2 separate regions of the Rattus norvegicus genome follow, and region 2 is linked to region 1. Evidence: chromatin contacts called from public Hi-C data. All regions are on one chromosome and are shown on one strand. The core of a region is the stretch at or near the end of the contact, and the rest is flanking DNA. Distances in the headings are between cores, read along the strand shown. Region 1 holds the start of Gabpb2 (GA binding protein transcription factor subunit beta 2). Region 2 holds the start of Rprd2 (regulation of nuclear pre-mRNA domain containing 2).

Evidence for each region. Hi-C and Micro-C count contacts between places; a contact is called where the count stands out from the background.
Region 2: a contact with region 1 is called in a Hi-C map of liver, with 2.6 times the contacts expected there. The contact joins the promoter of Rprd2 here to the promoter of Gabpb2 in region 1. A contact is called at or near these places in 1 of 12 Hi-C or Micro-C datasets (liver) and 1 of 1 datasets of contacts at active chromatin or transcription factors (oligodendrocytes).

The regions. Positions count from the first base shown.
Region 1 is chr2:185,481,668-185,487,377 of GRCr8, reverse strand. It overlaps Gabpb2 (GA binding protein transcription factor subunit beta 2), which reads left to right and starts at 3,178. Exons shown (of 8, transcript XM_227439.9): 1 at 3,178-3,955. Mllt11 (MLLT11, transcription factor 7 cofactor) reads left to right here. Exons shown (of 2, transcript NM_001013912.1): 2 at 1,253-2,587. The coding sequence starts at 1,259. The coding sequence ends at 1,531.
Region 2 is chr2:186,054,867-186,060,576 of GRCr8, reverse strand. It overlaps Rprd2 (regulation of nuclear pre-mRNA domain containing 2), which reads left to right and starts at 3,634. Exons shown (of 11, transcript NM_001427343.1): 1 at 3,634-4,441. The coding sequence starts at 4,237.

The DNA.
Region 1 (5,710 bases), core at 1,929-4,428:
CCAGGGTCCTGAGTTCAATTCCCAGCAACCACATGGTGGCTCACAACCATCTGTAATGAGATCTGATGCCCTCTTCTGGTGCGTCTGAAGACAGCTACAGTGTACTTATAATAAATAAATAAATAGAAGGGTTGGGGATTTGGCTCAGTGGTAGAGCGCTTGCCTAGGAAGTGCAAGGTCCTGGGTTCAATCCCCAGCCCCAGAAAAAAAAAATAAATCTATCTTTAAAAAAAAGAGAGAGGGCTGGAGAGATGGCTCAGTGGTTAAGAGCACTGACTGCTCTTCCAGAGGTCCTGAGTTCAAATCCCAGCAACCACATGGTGGCTCACAACCATCTGTAATGAGATCTGATGCCCTCTTCTGGTGTGAACAAAGACAGCTACAGTGTACTTATATACATAAAATGAATAAATAATTTAAAAAAAAAAAAGAGAGAGAGATACACACATAAAACAGGTATCCAGTCCATAGTGGTCTGTAACCAAAGCTCAATGGAATTAAGTAAAAATGCAGGGTGCTGGAGCCAGCTGGGTAGATGGAGCTCGGCTGTTCTGGGGGTAATGTCCTGGAAGAGGTAAGTTTTTAGTTAGGTTTAAAGGCAAGAAGGAAAAGAAAGACCAATACAGAAGCATCCTAACTTATTGAATTACTGTGAGGAGGCCAGATATCTAGGTCTGGCGATGTGTAGGGTATTTGACCAGCACATGCATTTCCTGCTTTTGATTCTCAGTACAATTATTAATTAAGCAGGCCTAGTGGAGCAGGCCTGTATTCCCAGTGACTCAGGAAGATTTCAAGTTCAAGGTTAGACTAGGCAACTGAGTTAAGATCCTGTCTCTATAAAGGTACAGAGTGGGCTCAGGATATGATGTTAAAACATTCACCTAGAACACACCAGCATCTGTCAAACCCTCAATACCACACATAAACAGAGTGGGGCCAGACTTTGGAAAACCTCAGAAATCAGACTCAAAGGGGATGCACGATACAGTTCCTACCTAGCATGCATAAGGCCTGAGGTGTATTACTGGGGGAAAAACTAGAGCCAAGAAGAACCTGGCACAATAGGTAGTATCTGGTCAGCCAGAGATGGGGAGAAAGTAGGAGCCTGGTGGTAATAGTAAGAGTTCTTGGTATTTGTCTTAGGAAGCTTGGCTGATTTACCAGAGTACATGGAAACGAACAACATAAGCAAGGGAAAGCCCTAGGTTGCTCTAGCATGAGGACTAACAAGTGATTTTCTCTTCCTCAGGGAATCATGCGGGACCCTGTGAGTAGCCAGTACAGCTCCTTTCTTTTCTGGAGGATGCCCATCCCAGAACTGGATCTGTCGGAGCTGGAAGGCCTGGGCCTGTCAGATTCACCTACCTACAAGAGCAAGGAGAGCAACAGCATTGGCAAAATGGGTGGGCAGGCAACCGGAGCTGAGCGGAAGAGCCCTGAAGGCGACCCCCTCCTTGAGTATAGCACCTTCAACTTCTGGAGAGCCCCTATTGCCAGCATCCGCTCGATCGACCTGGACTTGCTCTAAGTCGAGACCTCTCTCTCCCACCCGCCCCATACCCTCCTTGTCCTCCCCCTTAAGTCCCTTCCTCTCTCAGCCTTCCACTTTAATCTTGTTCTCTTCCCTCTATTGTGCGGTGGTGCTGATGAATCTGCCAATCGAATTGTATGTTTGTATGTATGTACTTATTTATCTATTTATTATTTATCTATCTATTTATTTATTTATTTATCTGCCAACTCCGTTTCTCTCAAAAGCCCTCTAGGCACAAAGTCAAGGGTTTAATCAATGGAGTACAAGATCATAGGACACCCCCCCCCCCAGCCCTGAGAATACTAACTAATCCCAGAAAAATCACCCTTCTTCAAGGCTTCAGAGAGAAGTATAGTTGTGCAAAATGGGAGACCAGTTTTTTTTCTTGTTTTGTTGTTGTTACATTTTAATCTGCTTCAAAGATTACTTGAACCTCCCTAATTTTCAGCACCAGGTCAGTAATACTGCTTTGAGAAGTAGTGAGAACCTGAAGTCTTGAGACAAAACAGGATTTCTAAAAGGCTAAGTTCTGCTGCTGCTTGCAGTGCATTCTCTTCCCCGGGATCGTGGCGGTAGTTACCGGTGAACACAAGAGACCGGACATGAGGAACGCATCCTATCGGTTCAGAGATCGTTCCTTTAACTCCAGCTCACAGCTCTGCTTCCTGCTGCGGGTTGGAAATGTTGGGAAAATCAGATTTGAGTCTTCATGGGGAATCTTTACTATTAGAATACTTACTTCCTAAAAGGCAAAAGATGTATCTGATCAAAAGGAAAGCCAGAGTAGCAGTAGAAGAATTTATATAAAATTGCGATTTAGTCGTGGAGCAGGCGCAGTTTTTTGGTCCTTGGTATTGTAGCTTTGCCTTCATGGAGGTGCAGTATGTGATAGGAATCAGTGGTTCCTGGACCCAGTTCTTCAGCTACCATAAGACCGTGAAATAAGCAGTTACATTCAGACCCTACCCCTGTCCCCATTCCTTCCAAAGCTATTGCGGCTGAATCGTGGAGCCATTTATTCATTTATGTAATAAAGACGTTAAATCCTAAGTCTGGGCTTAGTTTTCTCAATTCCAGTGAAATACTACAGATCCCAGAAATTACTTGTGCTTCCACATCTGGTTTTCCCTTTTCATCTAATATTTGGCTTTGAAGAATAATTTGGGATTTGGACATAGCTTGGTGGTAGAAGTGCTTGCCAAGCATCTACAAGACCCTGCTAGAGTTCCTCTGTAAGCAGCCAGTGCTCCTGAGTGACAAGCCATGCCCCCAAGCCCATTGTTAATCTTTAAACTTGTTTGTGTGGCTTTGTATGGAGACCAGGCTGGCCTTGAACTCAGAAATCCACCTGGTTCTGCTGGGGTGTGCCACCACGCCCAGCTTGTTTAAATTTTGGGCCTAGCAATTTGGCATTGAATTAGGGGAATCTCTGCCTCCTGCTGCAATTAAAGGTATGTTTGTTACTGATTTAATTTTTAAATTTTTACTTTATGTGCATTGCTGTTTTGTCTGAATGTAATGCTTGTGGGAGGGTGTCAGATTTTGGAGTTACACAGTTGTAAAGCTGTTCTGTGGGTGCTGGGAATTGAATCTGGGTCTCCTGGAGTAGTCAGTGCTCTTAAACCCTGAACTATCTTTCCAGTGCCGTTTCTCCCTGGTTTCTCTCAGTTCTTTCACTGGTTAAAATGGTGACGAGAAACCAAGATATACTGGTAAATTTAGTGGCTAAAAAGACTTGCAATTTTGTTCTATCCTCTTCTAGTCTCTCCAAAAGTTTTGGGTTTTTCTCTCTCTCCTGATAAATATTTAGGACACCAGGAAAGTGTCGGGTCAGACAGGAGTGTATAACCAGGAATGTCTCAAACAGCTTCATCGAGGCGGAAGCAAGATTCTCCCCCAACCCTAAAGTTAGCCCTGCGGAGAACAAGTGAGATGGTAGAGTGAGCGGCACCAGTAACCTAGTTTCCCCACAGCACGTGTTGGCGCCAAAACTACCATCTCGGCCCGTCCCCTGCCGGAACTATGTCTCACGTAAGCCACGTAATCATTGATCCTGCGCCTCGCTAAGTAGTCCCGTTCAGGATGCCCTCGGTATACGCTTTTCCAGCTCAAGAGGTTTTCAGTAAGAAGAAATCAGACTCAGAGGTGCGTTTGCGGTTCTGAGAGCAGGGCTAATTGGCTTTGCTAAGTCATTTCCTTCAGATTCCTCCGCCAGGACGCATAGTCACAGCGCCTTCACTTCCGGGTCCGCCATTTTATTGCCTCCATTTCTCCGCGAGGGGGGGTAAGGGCCCCCCAAATATGCATATGTGAAAAGGCCAAAAAGTGAAGCCACTGGCAAGGAATCTTAACTAGAGAAAGAAACGGGACCAAACTGGCGGGCCCAGTGAGAGCGAAGCCGGCAGCGCTCCGGACTAGGTGAGGGGGAAGGACACGCGGGGTTCCGGAGCGTCCGAACTGCGATGGAAGGTGCCGTGACAAGTGGCCGGTCCGGCCCGGCCCTGTGGGCGCCGGCCTGGAGACTGCCGGAGCGGGGGCGGCGGCGGGGGGGGGAGAAGGACCAAGAGGAAGGGGATGCTGTCGGGAGGAAGGGGAGGGGACTGGGAGGTGAAGAGGGTGGGTGGAAGACCTGGGGCTGGGGAGCTGGACTCCGGGAAGCCAAGGCCACCTGGGGTGACCACTAGAGGGCAGTGTGCAGCAGGAGTCCAGGCTGCCGCTAGACTCAGACTGGGACTCCCTCCTCTTGCAAGTTGGTTGGTTGCCCCTTGGTTTGGCAGGGTGCTGATGTGAAAAACTGAGGGATATATGACTGAGGAGGAAGTGGAAACTCTATACGTTTCTAAGTCCAGTAATAACGTGAAGCTTTAGTAAGTTCATAAACTGAACAAGAGCAGTTACGGCCTTATCTCCAGTTCTTAACCCAGATGCTTGTACAGCTGGCCTCCCAGTGGGACTGCGTGGGGGAAAGAAAAAGGAAAGGAAAGGAAAAAAAGCATAGACTGCAAACTCTTTAATTGCCCGTCCTTTCCCATTGGTGTGCACCTGTTGTCACAGAGTTCCTCCAGGCATAATTCTGTTCGTCGCCCTCTTCTTATAAAGGCTTTTCTCTAGTTTCCATCCCAATATTTGAGTCTTACTTTGTAGTTCAGGTTGGCTGCCTTGCAGCTATCCACTAACCTTAGTCACTGGAGTGTTGGGATTACTGAGGTGAGCCATGTTTTTATACATGCTTTGAAAAGAGCAAACCACCACACCCAAATTATTTTTTTAAAGATGTATTTATTTATTTATTATATAAGTACACTGCAGCTGTGTTCAGACACACCAGAAGAGGGCATCAGATCTCATTATAGATGATTGTGAGCCACCATGTGGTTGCTGGGATTTGAAATCAGGACCTCTAAGAGGAGCAGTCAGTGCTCATAACCACTAAGCCATCTCTCTAGCCCCCACACCCAAATTATAAACAAAAGTTATTATTCTTTGGTAGTGGGCTGCTTTGTCAAGTGCTCAGGCTCTCCATGGTTATTAAAATATTTCTTGAAACTTCTTAAAACTAAGTAAGCACTCAGTACTTGAAAAGAGGAGATAGTAAGATCCAGATATTCAAGGCCAGCCTGTGCTACTTGACCCAGAAAAGTCTCCTGGTCTCATTTTGTATTTTATTCACCCTCAGATTCCTAGGAGGCAGGGTTGGGAGCGTAGCTCAGAGGCAAGGGTGAGTCTAGCACGCCCATTGCCCTGGACTCAACGCAGCACAGAGCGACCAGGAAGAGGATTTTAAAAACTCTTAGGGGGGTTGGGGATTTAGCTCAGTGGTAGAGCGCTTGCCTAGGAAGCGCAAAGCCCTGGGTTCGGTCCCCAGCTCCGAAAAAAAGAACCAAAAAAAAAAAAAAAAAAAAACTCTTAGGATACAAATTAGAGCAGCTTTCATGTGGAGTTTATGTGATGCATATCCAGTAAGGGAGAACACTTCCCTCTGTAGTATTCAGAGCGCTGGGGTTGTCTTGGTTGGGCAAGTGTACCGTAGCCAATGAGGCCAGCAAGCCTGAGAGCCTTGAGTTTGATACTTAAAGTCCACAGAGTAGAAGGAAAGAACCAACTCCTGCAGGTTGTCCTGTGGCCTCCACATACTCAATTTGAGTGAATACGCACAGAAACACACACAAACTA
Region 2 (5,710 bases), core at 2,385-4,884, 570 kb before region 1:
ACCAGGCAACTCACAACCTCCAGGGAATCTGTTTCCTCCTCCTCCTCTTCTTCCTCCTCCTCTTCCTCCACAACTTTAAAATTTTCTTTTTAAATAGGTTTATATGCATGTCATCAAGCCTTCACCTCTGTTAAGCACTTCTCTAAGCACTCGACATGCTTCTAATTATTAGGACAAATTGGAGGAGTTTTGAAAAGATCCCTGAAGGTTGGAGAGATGGCTCAGTGGTTAAGAGCACTAGCTGCTCTTCCAGAGGTCCTGAGTTCAAATCCTAGCAACCACATGGTGACTCATGAACATCTATCTATAAAGTAATCTGATGCCTACTTCTAGTGTGTCACTCCTACATTAAAAAAAAAAAAAAACAAACCCAAAAACCTGAAATTGCAGCTGCCTGTGAAAACACTGTTTCAGTAGTATGATTTTATTTTCTGCTTTTTTGAGATAAGGTTTCTCGGTGTTAACAACAGCTGTTTTGGAACTCACTATGTAGACTAGGCTGGGCTCAAACTCACAAAGATCTGCCTGCCTCTGCCTTCTGAGTACTGGAATTAAAGGCATATACCACCATGTCTGGCCAAGCAGTCTTCTAATTAAATATCCTGTGTTAGAGCATGTGTAACAAAGCTGTGAATATAACGTGATCTATGGATGGCGCAGTGTGCAGAATGTTCTTCCCACGAGGTGACCTTCTAGAAAGAATTGCATACGCTATGATAAGTGAACGCACTTGAAAGTCAGGACATGAAGGGGATGCCCTGGCACGTCCACATTATCTCCCTGGGAAAGGCAAAAGCCTGGGAGGAATATTCTTGGCTCTTTTCACAGGATGGTAAGACATAACACCAGGTGTATTCCCTTGCTGTCCTTGTATTCATGTAGGCTAACTGTAAACATCACCTCATGCTGCTTTTATAGTAAAAAACGGGAAGTGCTTCGTTTACACTACTCTTGCGCTACACAGCCTTGCTCTGAAACCATTACACTAACACAAAAATGGAATGTTTAAGACCATAAATGGCCGTGGCGAAGCATTCAGGAGGCAGAGGTTAGTGTATCTCTTTGAAGCAAGCCAGGTGGAACTACAAAAAAAAAAAAAAGCAAATGACAAAAAAGACAAACCAGGTGTGGAAGTTAGCATCTGCAAACCCAGATCCCAGCTAGTGTTGGGTAGAGATAGGAGGATTGCTGGAGCTTGCTGGCCACAGACAAAACAGTAAGGAATAAAACAGACAGAGCAAGACCTGAGAAGTCCTCTTCTTCAGCCAGAAGTAATGAACAGACAGACAGACACACATACTCCAGCAATGCTCCTGATTAAAAGGGTTTGCTTACTATGTCATTTAAAGATGGTTAGAATTTACAGGCTAGTGCTCAACCACATAAAAATGGAATCACATGTTAAAGGCTCATGTGACCAAGTGAAACTTGTTTATTTTGATCTCCCAAGAAACCAGGAAAGAGGTAATAGTCATCTCGGAGCAGGCCAGTTTCAGCTGGCATGATAAGGAAGTCCTGCTTTTAACCTTTGGAACGAAAATAACTTGAAAACAATCTGCTTTTAGTTGTTTCTTCTTTCCTCAGCCCTTTTCTATCTGTAATGCCAAACTTCCGTAAAAGGAGAAGTTGCCTGATTCTAGGATCATTAAGGTCTTTATAACTCTTGTAAATTTTTTTTCTTTTTTTTCTTTTTTTCTTTTCTTTTTTTCGGAGCTGGGGACCGAACCCAGGGCCTTGCGCTTGCTAGGCAAGCGCTCTACCACTGAGCTAAATGCCCAACCCCAAATTTTTTCTTTTTAAGAAAGCCAAAGTTGATCTTCCAGTCCACTGTTTGACAAACCATTGTAGGCTCTCCTACAATATAGCCTCTAACTAAAGTACCTGTCTCGAACCCCTGGCAACAGGACTATTCACCTTTATTCCAAGGTTAGGAAAACACCTAAATCTGCATGGGTGCCCAGGCAGACTTCGAGGGGTTCCTGCTGTGAGACCCAAAGTCCTTGTGAGATTGTCAAAGAAAAAGAAGCACGCCAGCAGGGCCTATGGTGGCTCCATGTGTGCCCAGTGTGACCGTGACAGGATCAAGCTGGCTTTCCTTATTGAGGAGCAGAAAGTCATTGTGTAAGTGTTGAAGGCAAAAGCACAGAGTCAGAAAGCAAAATAAATATACAACTTTTTTAAGAAATAAAAATCAAAGCTTGGATGAAAGAAAGAGAGCCCAAAGTCAGGCGGGCATGGTGGCAGGCTTTTAATCTCAGCACTTAGGACCGAGGCAGGTAGACAGGATCTCGAGCTGGACACCAGACTCTACAGAGCAAGTTTCAAGACATCCAGGGCTACACAGAGAAACCTTACCTCAAAAGAAACAAAAAAGAAACAGTGGCTTTCAATTCCCTACACGTGCCCTCTTTGCTTCTGACCTCTTCTGCCTCTTGTCTTAGTGGCTTTCTCAGTATCTTCTAGTCACAGTGGCTTCCTTGTTCTTCCTCTAAAACGTTAACAGTCCTGGGTTAGGGAATCAGCACTTGTTCTTTTGCCAGCTCTTCTCCCCTACCCATTTGTGCTTGGTTGCTTTTTCCTCAAGTATCTCTTGTTAAAAACTGGTCACATCATTGTTATTCATATCCCCCGTCCTTCTCCCTTAGCTTATTTCGTACCTCTTTAGGACTCCTTACTCCTTGACACATACTTGTGGTTTGGTCCTGATGCCAAATCAAGTTGGAGGAATTTTTGTCTGCTTTGCCATCATTTCCCTAATCCTAAAACAGTTCTTGGCACAGAGAGGTTAATTCTAAATGATGAAACAGGGTTCTTGCCTCAAAAATCTCTCTTCTGTTGAGTTGGCCTAATTAAAATGAAATTGCTGGGTTCAGTAGGAATACACGAACATCCAAATTTCCCCAAAAGATTCACACAGGCAGATCAGATGTAATGGTTAAACTGAGGCTATCCTAATAAATCCAATACTCAAGACTCTTGTAAACTATAACGCATTACGAAATTGTGATGTTACAACTGTGCAAAGAAGCCACATCTTGTCAATTACTCTTTCCTCGCTTCTATAAGTTTTTAACTCTTAGAGAAAATTTCGTTTTTCTTATTCCCGCTTTCTAGAATGCAGACGGTCGGCTGGCTGTGAATGGTGTCATCGAAGTCGGATGTATAGCAGGAGTCTAGGAGTGCATAGAGAACGGCTACTGGATCTGACGCATGCGCACCTTCTACCATGCCGCAAGATGGGTGCCAGCCATTTTGTCGCGCGTAGGTCCCCGATTGCGGGTGGTAGGGAATGCAGCTGTCAGAAACAGTGGCCCCAGAAGGATGGGCATTTCTCTGCCTAGTGTGAGCTAAAGGCCCCAAGTGAGTAACCCCACCATGAAGCCAAAAGCAGTGCCGAGCACCGAACGCGGGCTATTAACGTCGTAGGTTCGCCAGCTCCTTCATCCTGCCTTCCCAGGTTTTCCTCCCAACCCGCTACGCGAACAACTAACGCGCAGGCGCACAAATAAACGTAGCGCCTCCTCCGCGTTTGGGGCCGGAGGACTCTTGCGCGCGCTTCTCCGACCCCTCCCTTGATTGGTCAGATTGCAGCGCCAACCCGCCTCTCCCAGCGCTCGGAAGCAGAGGGGCGGGGCTTCCGTGCGCGTGCGCATTGCTTTTTTGCTGGTCCATTGCTGCTATTGCGTTGCCAAAAAAAAAAAAAAAAAAAAAAAAATTCTGACTAGGTAGCTTTGGGCCTTTTCTGTGGTAGAGAATCTAAAGGAAAAGCTTTCTGCAACCGAAGGGACAGCCGGGTAGTATTACGGTATTACGTTTTCGGTACTAAGGCCTCCCTGGCTCACCGGAGTTTGGGCAACGGGATGAGGGAAGGGCCTTGAGAGTTGAGAGGACCGTAGAGGATAAAACCATTAGTTTTCGGCGCTGGGCATTTTGAAAGGCGTCGCAGGTCCTGTTTTCTACGTAGTTCTCTCCCGACTACTGGTTTAAACACCACCCCCGAACCATACTGACAAACCTTCGCAACTCGCAGCCCCTCCTTGCAGCGTGTGGGAGCCGCCAGCGTGCCCAGCAGCTACCCTTCCTACCTCCAGAAGAGCCTAGCGCGTGCACCATCCCCACCCCCTGGCCTCCCTCCCCTCCTGCTGCTTTCACGCACTCGCAGTGATTGTTTTGCCCGCTCCCGCCGCCGCCGCCGCCGCCGCCAGAGGACCAGCGGCGCTTGTGCAAACCGGGAAGATGGCGGCCGGCGGCGGCGGAGGCAGCAGTAAGGCCTCCTCCTCGTCGGCCTCGTCCGCAGGGGCCCTGGAGTCCTCGTTGGATCGAAAATTCCAGTCGGTGACCAACACCATGGAATCCATTCAAGGCTTGTCGTCCTGGTGTATAGAAAATAAGAAACACCACAGTACAATCGTCTACCATTGGATGAAGTGGCTCCGGAGATGTGAGTGTGGGGGCGATTGGGAAGGGGGAGGCTGGGGAAATGGAGGAAATGCGGCCCAAAACACTCTGGGGTTTGCCCACGGAGCCGCTGCATTCAGTTGGGGTTCACATTAAAGATCCGACACGAGTGTTCCCAAGCCCAGACTCCAACCTAGGCACGGTTGCTCTGATCTGCAGGGGGCTCATTGCTTGGAATTTTTCAGCTTCACATTTGGCGTGACCTTGGGCCGTTGGGCCTAGACCCATAGAGATTTACGTGTTTCCTTTCCGAGCCCTGTGAGGTGTGTTGTTGATTATCCTGAACCTTCACGGAAATTGTCGCGTCCGTTTATTTCTTACAGGCCTTGACGTGTTAATGATCTCTGGGTTTCCTGTTGGTTAGTCAAGCTATGGTTTAAGCTGTCCACTTCCCTGGAATATGTTGGACCATTCAGTGTTTTCCGCCGACGTGAAACTTGTGATATTATAGAAAGGGGCCTTCTTTTGATTACTGTGTGTGAAACTTGGCATGTGTTTTAAGGAGGATTTCCCTGGATGAATGTGAAGCAGTATGAGCTCTACAGAGCTGTGAGGCGACCACCTGTTTTCCTTTTACCTGTGTTTGTAACAGTAAAATACAGACTAGTGATACGGACGATACAACTCCGAGACTGTAATCATCATTAGTACTGGAGCATAAAATATATCCGGCCACTTTTTAATCGCCTGAAGTATATTTTACAGAATTGAGTTTGTTTGCATAGGCAATCAAAATGGGAAATGTGGATTTTAAAATATTATTTGTTTTAGCGTATAACCCACCTCCCAAGTTGTACTTTTTTGCCTTCAACCTGTGGGGTTCGCCCCGCACTACTTTACTATAGAAAAGAGGTCTTCTAAAAATATGATTGTTAAACTGGGCGTGGTGGCTCATGTGATTCCAGAAGCTGAGGCAGGAGGATTACTGCAAGTTTGAGGCCAGCTTGTTCTACACAGTAAATTTCAAGCAGTCATAAAGCGAACTCATACGTATTTATTTGAGTTTTAGTTTGCATCTTACCTATATGGCCTCTTGCCAGTGGCACTCATTTACCAGTTTCTTATCCCACATTGTTTTTGCTTCTATAATATTTTTGAGTTTACTTGTTAGTGAACAAGTGGGTAAAACTTCAAAATTATAGGCTCCAAATTTGAAATCTTTTGTATTTAAAGTTATTGATGGGACAGTTGTTCTGTGGTTCTTTGAAATACAGTGCTGAGAAGGATATTTGAGAGAAAAGACGGGATTAGC